2 separate regions of the Danio rerio genome follow, and region 2 is linked to region 1. Evidence: chromatin contacts called from public HiChIP or PLAC-seq data. All regions are on one chromosome and are shown on one strand. Each heading gives the region's core, a stretch centred on a gene start, on an enhancer-like site or on the middle of the called end of the contact. The rest is flanking DNA. Distances are from core to core; before and after follow the strand shown.

Region 1 (4,894 bases), core at 1,097-3,596:
TATCTAGTCAAATATAATTTACTGTCACCATGGCAAAGATAAAATAAATCAATTATCAGAAATGAGTTATTAAAACTATTATAATTAGAAATGTGTTTTAAAAATCTTCTCTCCGTTTAACAGAAATTGGGGAAAAAATAAATGCTAATAATTCAGGGGGGCTAATACTTCTGACTTCAACTAAACGAAATTTATTTTAAAAATACTTTTTTTTCCAAGAAATATATTTTAGTTTGAGTCCAACTGTGCGGGTGGATGATTTTTGGTCAGTGGAAAATAGGGATTAAATTAATGCTTCACTATTGTATCACAATCTTCTTCACTTTTTTTCCAGTTGTATGTGCATTTTTGTTTCTAAGTAAAAGTACATTATATTCCACTCAAATACACTCATCCTCATTTACCTTCCCACCGTGACACATCAGAGCAGAGAGCACATGAAATCAAACGGCTGCTCAACTCCTCATCAAACAGGATGATCACTCCATCAAAGACCAAATGTGGCATATTTTTAGATCTATCCGGATACATATGGAGATGCTGTTTCTGCCTGACATTGGCTTCCCATTTTTTTTTCTGTCCAACATTTAAGTTTCTTTGTCTTCACTAGTTCCATCTACTGTTTTAGCTCCTTCCCTTCTGCTGGCTCCAGCTTTGCCTTGTGCTACCAAGTTAATGGCTTGACCTTGGTGTTAGGCCTATACCCATTGCCATCACCTTGGCTTTGTGATCTCTCAATTCCACCATTGTCCATCATCCACTGGGTTCTGCTTCAATACATAACTGTTGTATTATCACAGACATTCAGACCTCCACACGTTTGGCTCCACTGGACTTCTTAATTATCTTTGTTCCCATAGTCTCCTCCTACAACAGTTGAGTGGTCGATGTAACCTCCAGTACATACATTTCATATAACCCATGATGTTGTGATCATTTATACTCCTATGATCTGTCTATGCTGCTCTGGCATTAAATAAACTCAGAAACAATAGTCAGTGAGGTTTTTTACGGTCCAATGTGTCGAGTTTTTTCGCCGATGTTTTGTGTTTACCAGAGAATCATCAAAATATTTAATCAAAAAGTACCCAGCAAACAATTTTGTGTTTTATAAACATCTAATATACATCTAAACGTAGACAGCTTGGCTAAAACAAGGCTAAATTTGGGCTGTCAATGAAAATCTAATAGACGTCTAAGAATAGCCCAAAAATAGACTAGTTGTCAAATAGACAGACTAGACAGACTTTATATGTGTAGTCATTCATTTCTGTTTTTTTGATAGTCTAGTTTTGGCCTATTCTTAAATGTCTGTTAGATTTTCACTGACAGCACAAATTTAGCCTTGTTTTAGCCTAGACGACCGTGTTTAGACATCTATTAGACATCTTTAAAAAAGAAAATACTTGATGGGTAAACATAAAACAACAAGTGTCCATCTTGAGTTCCTCCACAGGACTCTTGTTAAACCCACCAGCCTCACTACGCTACCACATTTCTTGATCCCACCTACATTCATCATCATTACCAAGCCGACCAATCACAGATCTGGCGAACAGCATTGTCCCAATTTGTAGTTACATTTTTTGAAAGGTACGGCAAAGGGTATGCAACTGTGTGAAGGTTACACCAGACCATTTGTGTGGACTTGACACAGAAGTATAAATTGGATCTTTTTGGCTTCTGCTACTAGTTCCTCCATGGGATCTCCCACCACCAATTATTTGAAGACTGTTCCGCACAGCTGCCCACTTCTTGTTTATGGACGTTCACTTCTACTTTTCCTATGTATTGATTCTTATTACTTTTGTTGCCCTTTTTCCACTCATAATTTGTTCAACACTGATTACATGGTTGGTTTAAATTTACAATTCAAATTCTCATCTTTAAATGGAGGTTCTCTTAGGTTTTTTTCCTATTTCTAAATAAAAAAGTTTGCTGCTTAGATCCCATGCCTCATTTTCCTACCTGCTGTGACAAACAGTGGGTTATGGTGGGATGAAACATTTCTATTTTTGTTCATATCAAAAGAGAATGTTAGGCAGACAATATCAAATGTAAAAGAAATGTAAAAATATCTGAACAATATTTTTGTCTTTTCATTTATTAAAATGTTCTAAAATATTGTGAAACAGTCAACTTGCATTTGAGTTTAGTGCTTTAAAAATCAAAAGAACTTTTTTAGACGGGGGAAAAAGTATTGTTAGCGTTTGTTCAGCAGCTGCTTAGACTCAGTCCCATGTGATCTCACAACCTGAAAGCTTCATCTCACAGGCACGGCTCACAGAAACAGGCGCTGCTGTGATCCTGCTCCAGGCCCCACAGCTTTGGCCCCGTGCCTTCTCCCCGTCTGCGTCTCGGCTGCTGCAGCACAGACTGGGGGCGAGCGGACCACCCCTTTCTTTGTCTGCAAGCCCAAACCGCAGTTATTACGCAAACCCTAACGCTCCCAGAGCAGTTCTTATTTGATCTGTTTCATAGTGATTTTTTTTTATTTTTGCATGATCCAGGATTTAGGAACATTATCTCAAATGTTGAGTGTGGGTTAGAGTTAGTTTAAGACACTGATGTATCTTCAGCAAGGATTGTAAAGACTTAGCACCTCCATGAAAAGGTTATTAAAGGAATAGTTCACCCAAAAATGAATATTTACCCACCCTCAAGTGGTTCTAAACCTTTATGTGTATAAAGGTATAAAAGTTCATAGTTTAAAGGGCCATGAAAACCCCCTCTTTCGGTTCAAGTCTACCTCAGAATTTTTTCAAAATAAGGTTTATGATGGGCGTGGCATGGGACAATAACCGTTTTCAAGGTATACAGCGGTTTGGAAAAGTCTAGGTTTTAAAACTGCCAAAATTTCCTGTAATACCGTTCCTATGGTATGTTTAAGATTTTTTATTTACAATTTTTTGTTTTTTAGGACAACAGTATCTCCAACAGAAAATATATCCAAAAATTCATTTTTATTGTAAAGAAATCTGTGTTTTTGAAACAAATAAAGACAGCAGAAGTCAATAATTAATTTGAATTATTTAGCATGACATGTTTACTGCTCCAAAATATTATAACTCTTTCAAAAAATAAAATATTGTTATTTATAGTTATATTTTAGAGCAGTAATCACAATACCATGATACCATAAAACCGTGATATTTTTATCAAAGGTTATTATATCTTCAGAATCTTAATCCGGCCCATGTCTAATGGGTGTAGAGCTCTGCGAGCAGAGGGAAGAGTGGGTGTGGCTGGCAGAGCAGGGGAAAAAGAGAGGAGCAAACAACTGTTGTCAGTTGGCTCACAAATTGAGACACAAACTGTAAGGAGACCCATGATTCTACAGTTTACAAAGTTAAAATACAAAGAAATAAACAGATTTAATGCCCTGCTACATTGGTTATTCGCAATTTCATATACACATGTCGCCGAAATGATCTCACCCATTTATTGGCTCTCGCAGCTTGGCAGGTCTGCCTTGCCTTCGGAAAGCAGTGCTCTCATGAATAATAAGAAGCAGGGTCTTCTCATAGGATAAGAAAACTTTGCTACATCTGTATAAATAATATTGAGAAACCGACGCATCATCACTCCACTAGCAGATGCACGCTAAATCACCGATTTTGATCCCATTAGATAAAATTAGTTAACAAACACTCAAAGTTGTCCAGTTTTCCCCACGATTATAGCTGACAGGTGCTAACGTTGTTTTAACTGATAAAAAAACTATTATTTTGGAAGTCAATGGTTACAGGTTTCTGACATTTTTCAAAAATTCTTATTTTGTGTTTAAAATAAGTAAGAAGGAAGAGTAAATAGTCACATACTTTTCATTGTTGAAAAAACTATTTCTTTAATAGTGGATTTGTTTTATGATTCAAATGGTTCCAAATGAAAAATAAAATGGTTCTTTTAAGAACTCTGCACTAAAAGCTGCTGTGAAGCAATAATTATTATGAGTTAGTTAATTAGTTAGTTAGTCTACGTAATTGTATTTGTCCACGTAGGAAAATTTCACAGAGACTTCTGACATTTCAAGATTGACATATGTATATACAGTTAAAGTTGAAGAATTATTAGCCCTCCTGAATTATTAGCCCACCTGTTTATTTTTTTTTAAATATTTTGTTTAACAGAGAAAATATTTTTTTCAACAAATTTCTAAACATAATAACTCATCTCTAATAACTGTTGTATTTTATCTTTGCCATTATAATGACAGTAAATAATATTTCAAAAAAAAAATTTCAAGACACTTCTATACAGCCTAACTTGACATTTAAAGGCTTAACTAGGTTAATTATGTTAACTAGGGAGGTTAGGGTAATTAGGCAAGTTATTGTATATCGATGCTTTGTTTTGTAAATTATTGAAAAAAAAATAGCTTAAAGGGGCTAATAATTTAGAATTTTAATGAAAAAATTAAAACTGTTTTTATTGTAGCCTAAATAAACCAGATAAGACTTTCTGAAGAAAAATATTATCAGACATACTGTGAAAATGGGGCTGCACGGTGGTTCAGTGGGTAGCACATTTGCTTCATAGCATGAAGGTCACTGGTTCGAGTCTCGGGTGGGTCAGTTGCCGTTTCTGTGTGAGGTTTGCATGTTCTCCCCCTGTGTTTGTGTGGGTTTCCTTCGGGTGCTCCGGTTTCCCCCTCAAGTCCAAAGACATGCGGTACAGGTGAATTGGGTAGGTACCCCTACTCCAAATAAAAATCCAGTCCACTACCCATCAACTGCTACTGAGGGAGGAGGAATTAAAAACCTAATTGCTTGTGATGTAATTTTTTTTCCAGGTCTTACACACCTGGAAACACACCACAGCTGACCTGATGGCAACAATTGGAAGTTGTTTGATAAAGGATATCTCTCATCATGGACAATCTTGATAGCCTTGT
Region 2 (4,894 bases), core at 746-3,245, 420 kb after region 1:
ACGCAGCGGATGCCCTTCCAGCCACAACCCATCTCTGGGAAACATCCACACACACATTCACACACACACTCATAAACTACGGATAATTTTAGCTTACCTAATTCACCTGTACCACATGTCTTTGGACTGTGGGGGAAACCGGAGCACCCGGAGGAAACCCACGCGAATGCAGGGAGAACATGCAAACTCCACACAGAAACGCCAACTGAGCCGAGGTTCGAACCAGCGACCTTCTTGCTGTGAGGCGACAGCACTACCTACTGCGCTACTGCCTCGCCCAGGCTTAACATTTAAAAGTAAAATAAAAATAAATAGATATACAGAGCATTATACTTTTTAACATACAACAGCTTTAAGGCAAAGGCAACATGATCAAACAAACTAATTATAGACTATTATTTATAAATACTACTGTTTGCTGAATATTTCTAGAACTGTGGTTCTTAGAAGTACCTAACCTGAAAAAAAAGACTTAATATCTCAGACCCCAAACCAGCACAAATGTTCATTTTTGCGGCACAAATCAGCACAAACGAACAGCATAGTTTTGGGGATTATTTTGTTTTTATGGGGTGCCAACTTCACAGAGGTGCTGTGACTGTGTTATGTGCAATAGCCTATTTAGTTAACAAGCATTGTAATCACCTGGTCGACATTTCATCTATAGGCTATCATTATTATTTTATTCACTTATTACTATTTATTAGAGTTGTGTCAGTATATTTATCCAATGCAAGCGTGGGACAATTTTTATTTTTTCAAGGAGTGCACCTTAAAAGGTTAATGTCTATTTATTTATGGAGATTTATTTTATTTAGTTATGGTGTATACATTCATGTGTTAATGTTTTTGAATGAAAAATACTGATATATTTTCATTGAAAATATGCATTTAACCAACAGTTGTTGATGTTATCCCAACTTAAATATGGACAAATATATTAATATGCCTATACACACATTATAAAATACATTTGAAAATTTCTTTAAATAGGATTTTAATCATTTGAATAATTGTCAACTAAATTTTGAGACAGTTTAAAGCAGAAAGGCTTCTGTTATTCATGTCAATAACATAATACATCTATTAAAATTTTTTAATATTTATCAAAACAATGTATGAATTATTCTATTTAAAATATATTAATATTCCACAACTTGTTGTTGAGAAAAGTGTCTGCTAAATAATTAATGTAAACATGTTTTTTTTTTTTTTTTTTTTTTAGCAAATGTTTTTGTTTATTCACCTTAAAACATTGGCTGCTGCATTATACACATTGTCTAAATAAATTACATGAATTATCCACCAGCTAAATTTTTATAGAGTTCAACCTAACAATATAGAGCTCTTTTTAAACCAGACATTACGCAAAAAAGAAAAAGGTTTCAACGGTCCAAATTAAATATCCACACTTCACATCAGAAGCATCAGACCAATACCCTTACATTATAAATAATATATTAATGTAACGTATCTGCATGAATTGTTCTAATATTTATACTTTCATTTAAAAAGAATGGCACTGTGTTTCAGCAAATGGCTGTGTACAGTACAGCAGAAGGGCTCATTTCTGTCCTGGTAGGCTCAGCATACCACAGTCTGTTTCTTAGCAACTGTAATTGGATCAGGCCTGCATGGCACCTCCCCCTTCTCTAAAGTCATGCCACGTACACACTGGCAAATATGCCATGCAGGACTATTCATGGAAGTGGCCTCAAGCTAAACTCTATTGATTATTTGTTTGTACAAGGAAGATAAAAAAAAGGAAAAAAAAACTGGCAAATATAATTAGAAAGAGGCATCAAAGGTCTGAAATTATGTCTCTATTTTGTTTTTCTCTTTTTTTCCTGAACTACAAAAACATGTTGGTATTATAGTATGGCATTATGAGTCTTTATGTCAAAACACAAATCTGCAAACACAGTTTTGTAGTGTAGTAATAAACACAACAACAGTGTGATGGTAACAGCTAAGTGTTGAGGTGAAATATGGAGATATCTAGGAGCCCTCTTGTGGCCTGCTCTGAAATATGTACTGTGAATGCCAATGAAATGCTTTTCATGTGATATATCAAATCACCAGAATCTAATACATATTTCATTTGGGTATATGCATAATTGTGCTTTAATAAAGGTCTGAACCTAAAAAAAATTATTCTACCACCACCACTGCTAATAATAATATTAATAACAATAAATATTAAATAATATTTGCATTTGTCTAAATCTTTATATGATTGAGGTATTATTCAGTTCAAATAATTTAAATAAATATAGAATACTTTTATAGTCTTAATTTTTTGGTTTAGTGTCCAAAATGAGGAGGTTTGCATTCAGGTATGTAAATAAATAAATAAAATCGTAGTTATATTTTTCCTCAGTCGCTTTGTTGCATTTCTCACAACACTATTTACATTTGCACAACAGTTAATGCATTTCTCAAAAAAAAATTGTGCAAACTTCAAAACGTAGATGATAACCTGCAAAAGTGTGTCACATGCTCAAAATGGATAGCTCATTCCTCAAAAGCAAGTATTCATGTCAATGAAAGTGTCAGTGTCATAATGATGAAAAGTCCTGACACCATTGTTTATGAACAAAGTCAAATGGCTGTCATGTTTTCATTATGTCAGTTTACTCTACATTTTTTTCCAATGCAAAAAAAAGTCAGATTTTGGTGACACTTGCTCAAAATGCTCAAGACAACACTATGTACTGTTTGCACAGCCATTTGAAAACTACAGTAAAGTTAAACATCACTGAGTACAAGGCACTGAATATGTGTGTTTCACATTTTTCATGCGTATGGTCTGCGTAATTTGAATTTATTCACAGCATTGTGCAAAAGAATAAATACACCCTGATCCACTACAAGCATGAACACCCTTTGGGTAGAACTGTGCACAATTGTAAACAATATTGCAGTACATACTGGAACTGAACCTACAACATACACAGGTCTGTAAATCATTCATGAAATTGTTCAATTTGGAAGATATTTTTAGAAAAAAAAAAAGATTACATTTTTTTCTAAAATTTGCTTGACAGATTTTGACACCTAGTTCAGTATTTTTGTATGTAATGACAGTAATGAAATGAGGACTATTAGTTTAATATGGAATGACTATTCAGCATTCCCAAGTTTAGTTACTTTTGAATTACATGACATTCAAATAATAATGTTATAAAACTGCAGAGAGTTGTATGAAAGCAATTGATGCATGTCCAAAAGCATTTGCAATTTATTGGAAGGAATGAGAAACTGCTACTATGATGTGCACAAATGACTAATTGTTTTGAGAAATACATTTACTGTTGTGCAAATATAAGTAGTGTTATGATAAATCCACCGAAGTCACTGAGAAAAACTAACAACAATAATAACAATAATATTATTATTAATTATTAGTTAAGTTACAGTAGTTACAGTTCTAAATTCGACAAGGCCTATTTCCATTTTCCTGTTTGTAGTCAAAAAAGAACTGTCTCTGTGTAGATTGCGCCATCACGTGGCAACTACAAGTATATGCACTTTAATCATCTCAACTGTTTCTGTCTTTAGATTTGTTAAACATTGAGAATGATTCAATAGCTTATCCCAAAATCCATGTTCTTGGTTGTTGAAGTTTATAGCTTAACGTGTGATGCACAAAAGGATATGTTTATCTTTTATTTTAATATTTTTTTGTGTTAAAATGATTTTTAAAACACATACTATGGGTATTTCGGCTAAGTAGACCATGCAGTGGGACTTCCCTGTTTAATATGTTAAATAACAGGATGGGACGCAGGAAGGCCAAAGCTTAATCCTGCAATAACCCATTTCCTTCTCTTGTGACCTTAAGGGGTCAAATCGTGCATTTATACTGCCCTGAAGTCCACTTATAATGTAAGAACAGTTTATTGTGATATAAACAGCTAAATATTTTTCACAGCTTTTTTTTCTGATGTAAAATTATGCAGCATGTTGGGTAAACAGAACTTTCACATACTGTAGTTTAAATGTTTTATGTGGCTGTTAATCAGTTTTCTACTGACACAACAGTTTCACCTTGAACATGCTACATCAAACTGATTCAGAAAAGGATATGCACAAATTAATCCAGAAATAATCTGGGAATAGATTGGCAAAAACATCAACAATCATAATCAGGGACTGGATTGAAAAACCGATAAATAGATAGACACATTAGACAACAGACATATCAGACAGAGAGACAGACATATAAGAAAGAAAGATAAATAGATAGGCAAACTGATGATTTTATTTCAGATAGATAGATAGAGAGAGAGAGAGAGAGAGAGAGAGAGACAGACAGACAGACAGACAGACAGTTGAAGTCAGAATTATTAGCCCCCCCTGTTTATTTCCCCCCCAATTTCTGTTTAACAGAGAATTTTTTAGCACAATTCTAATAGTTTTAATAACTCATTTCTAATGATGTATTTTATCTTTGCAATGATGACAGTAATTAATATTTTACTAGATATTTTTCAAGACACTTCTATACAGCTTGAAGTGACATTTAAAGGCTTAACTAGATTAATTAGGTTAACTAGGTAGGTTAGGGTAATTATAGGCAAGTTATTGTATAATGATGGCTTTTTCTGTAGATAATAATTGTAAATAATTGATAATAATTGTAATAATTTTGGCCTTAAACAGGTTTTAAAAAAAATTAAAAACTGTTTTTACTCCAGCTGAAATAAAACAAATAAGACTTTCTCCATAAGAAAAATTATCAGACATAATGTGAAAATGTGGTGGTTCATTCCGCTGTGGTGACCCCAGATTAATAAAGAGACAAAAACGACAAGAAAATGAATGAATGAATGAACTGGTAAAATGTACTTGCTCTGTTAAACATCCTTTAGAAAAAGATGATAGACAGACA

The links. HiChIP or PLAC-seq counts read pairs in DNA pulled down with a chosen protein or histone mark.
Region 2: a contact with region 1 is called in an H3K4me3 HiChIP or PLAC-seq map of embryo, with 6 times the contacts expected there. The contact joins two enhancer-like sites. A contact is called at or near these places in 2 of 4 datasets of contacts at active chromatin or transcription factors (caudal fin and embryo).

Annotation. Positions count from the first base shown.
Region 1 is chr18:26,001,610-26,006,503 of GRCz12tu, forward strand. It overlaps a transcript of lysmd4 not described here. Among named protein-coding and RNA genes, the nearest start is that of lysmd4, 17 kb to the left of the region's middle. Within about 2 kb of position 2,347, at least 18 of the 62 cell types and tissues checked have an H3K27ac peak or open chromatin away from gene starts, as enhancers often do. A contact at or near this core is called in caudal fin, where this site is marked.
Region 2 is chr18:26,423,871-26,428,764 of GRCz12tu, forward strand. No RefSeq gene overlaps it. Among named protein-coding and RNA genes, the nearest start is that of fam174b, 2.7 kb to the right of the region's middle. Within about 2 kb of position 1,996, at least 44 of the 62 cell types and tissues checked have an H3K27ac peak or open chromatin away from gene starts, as enhancers often do. A contact at or near this core is called in caudal fin, where this site is marked.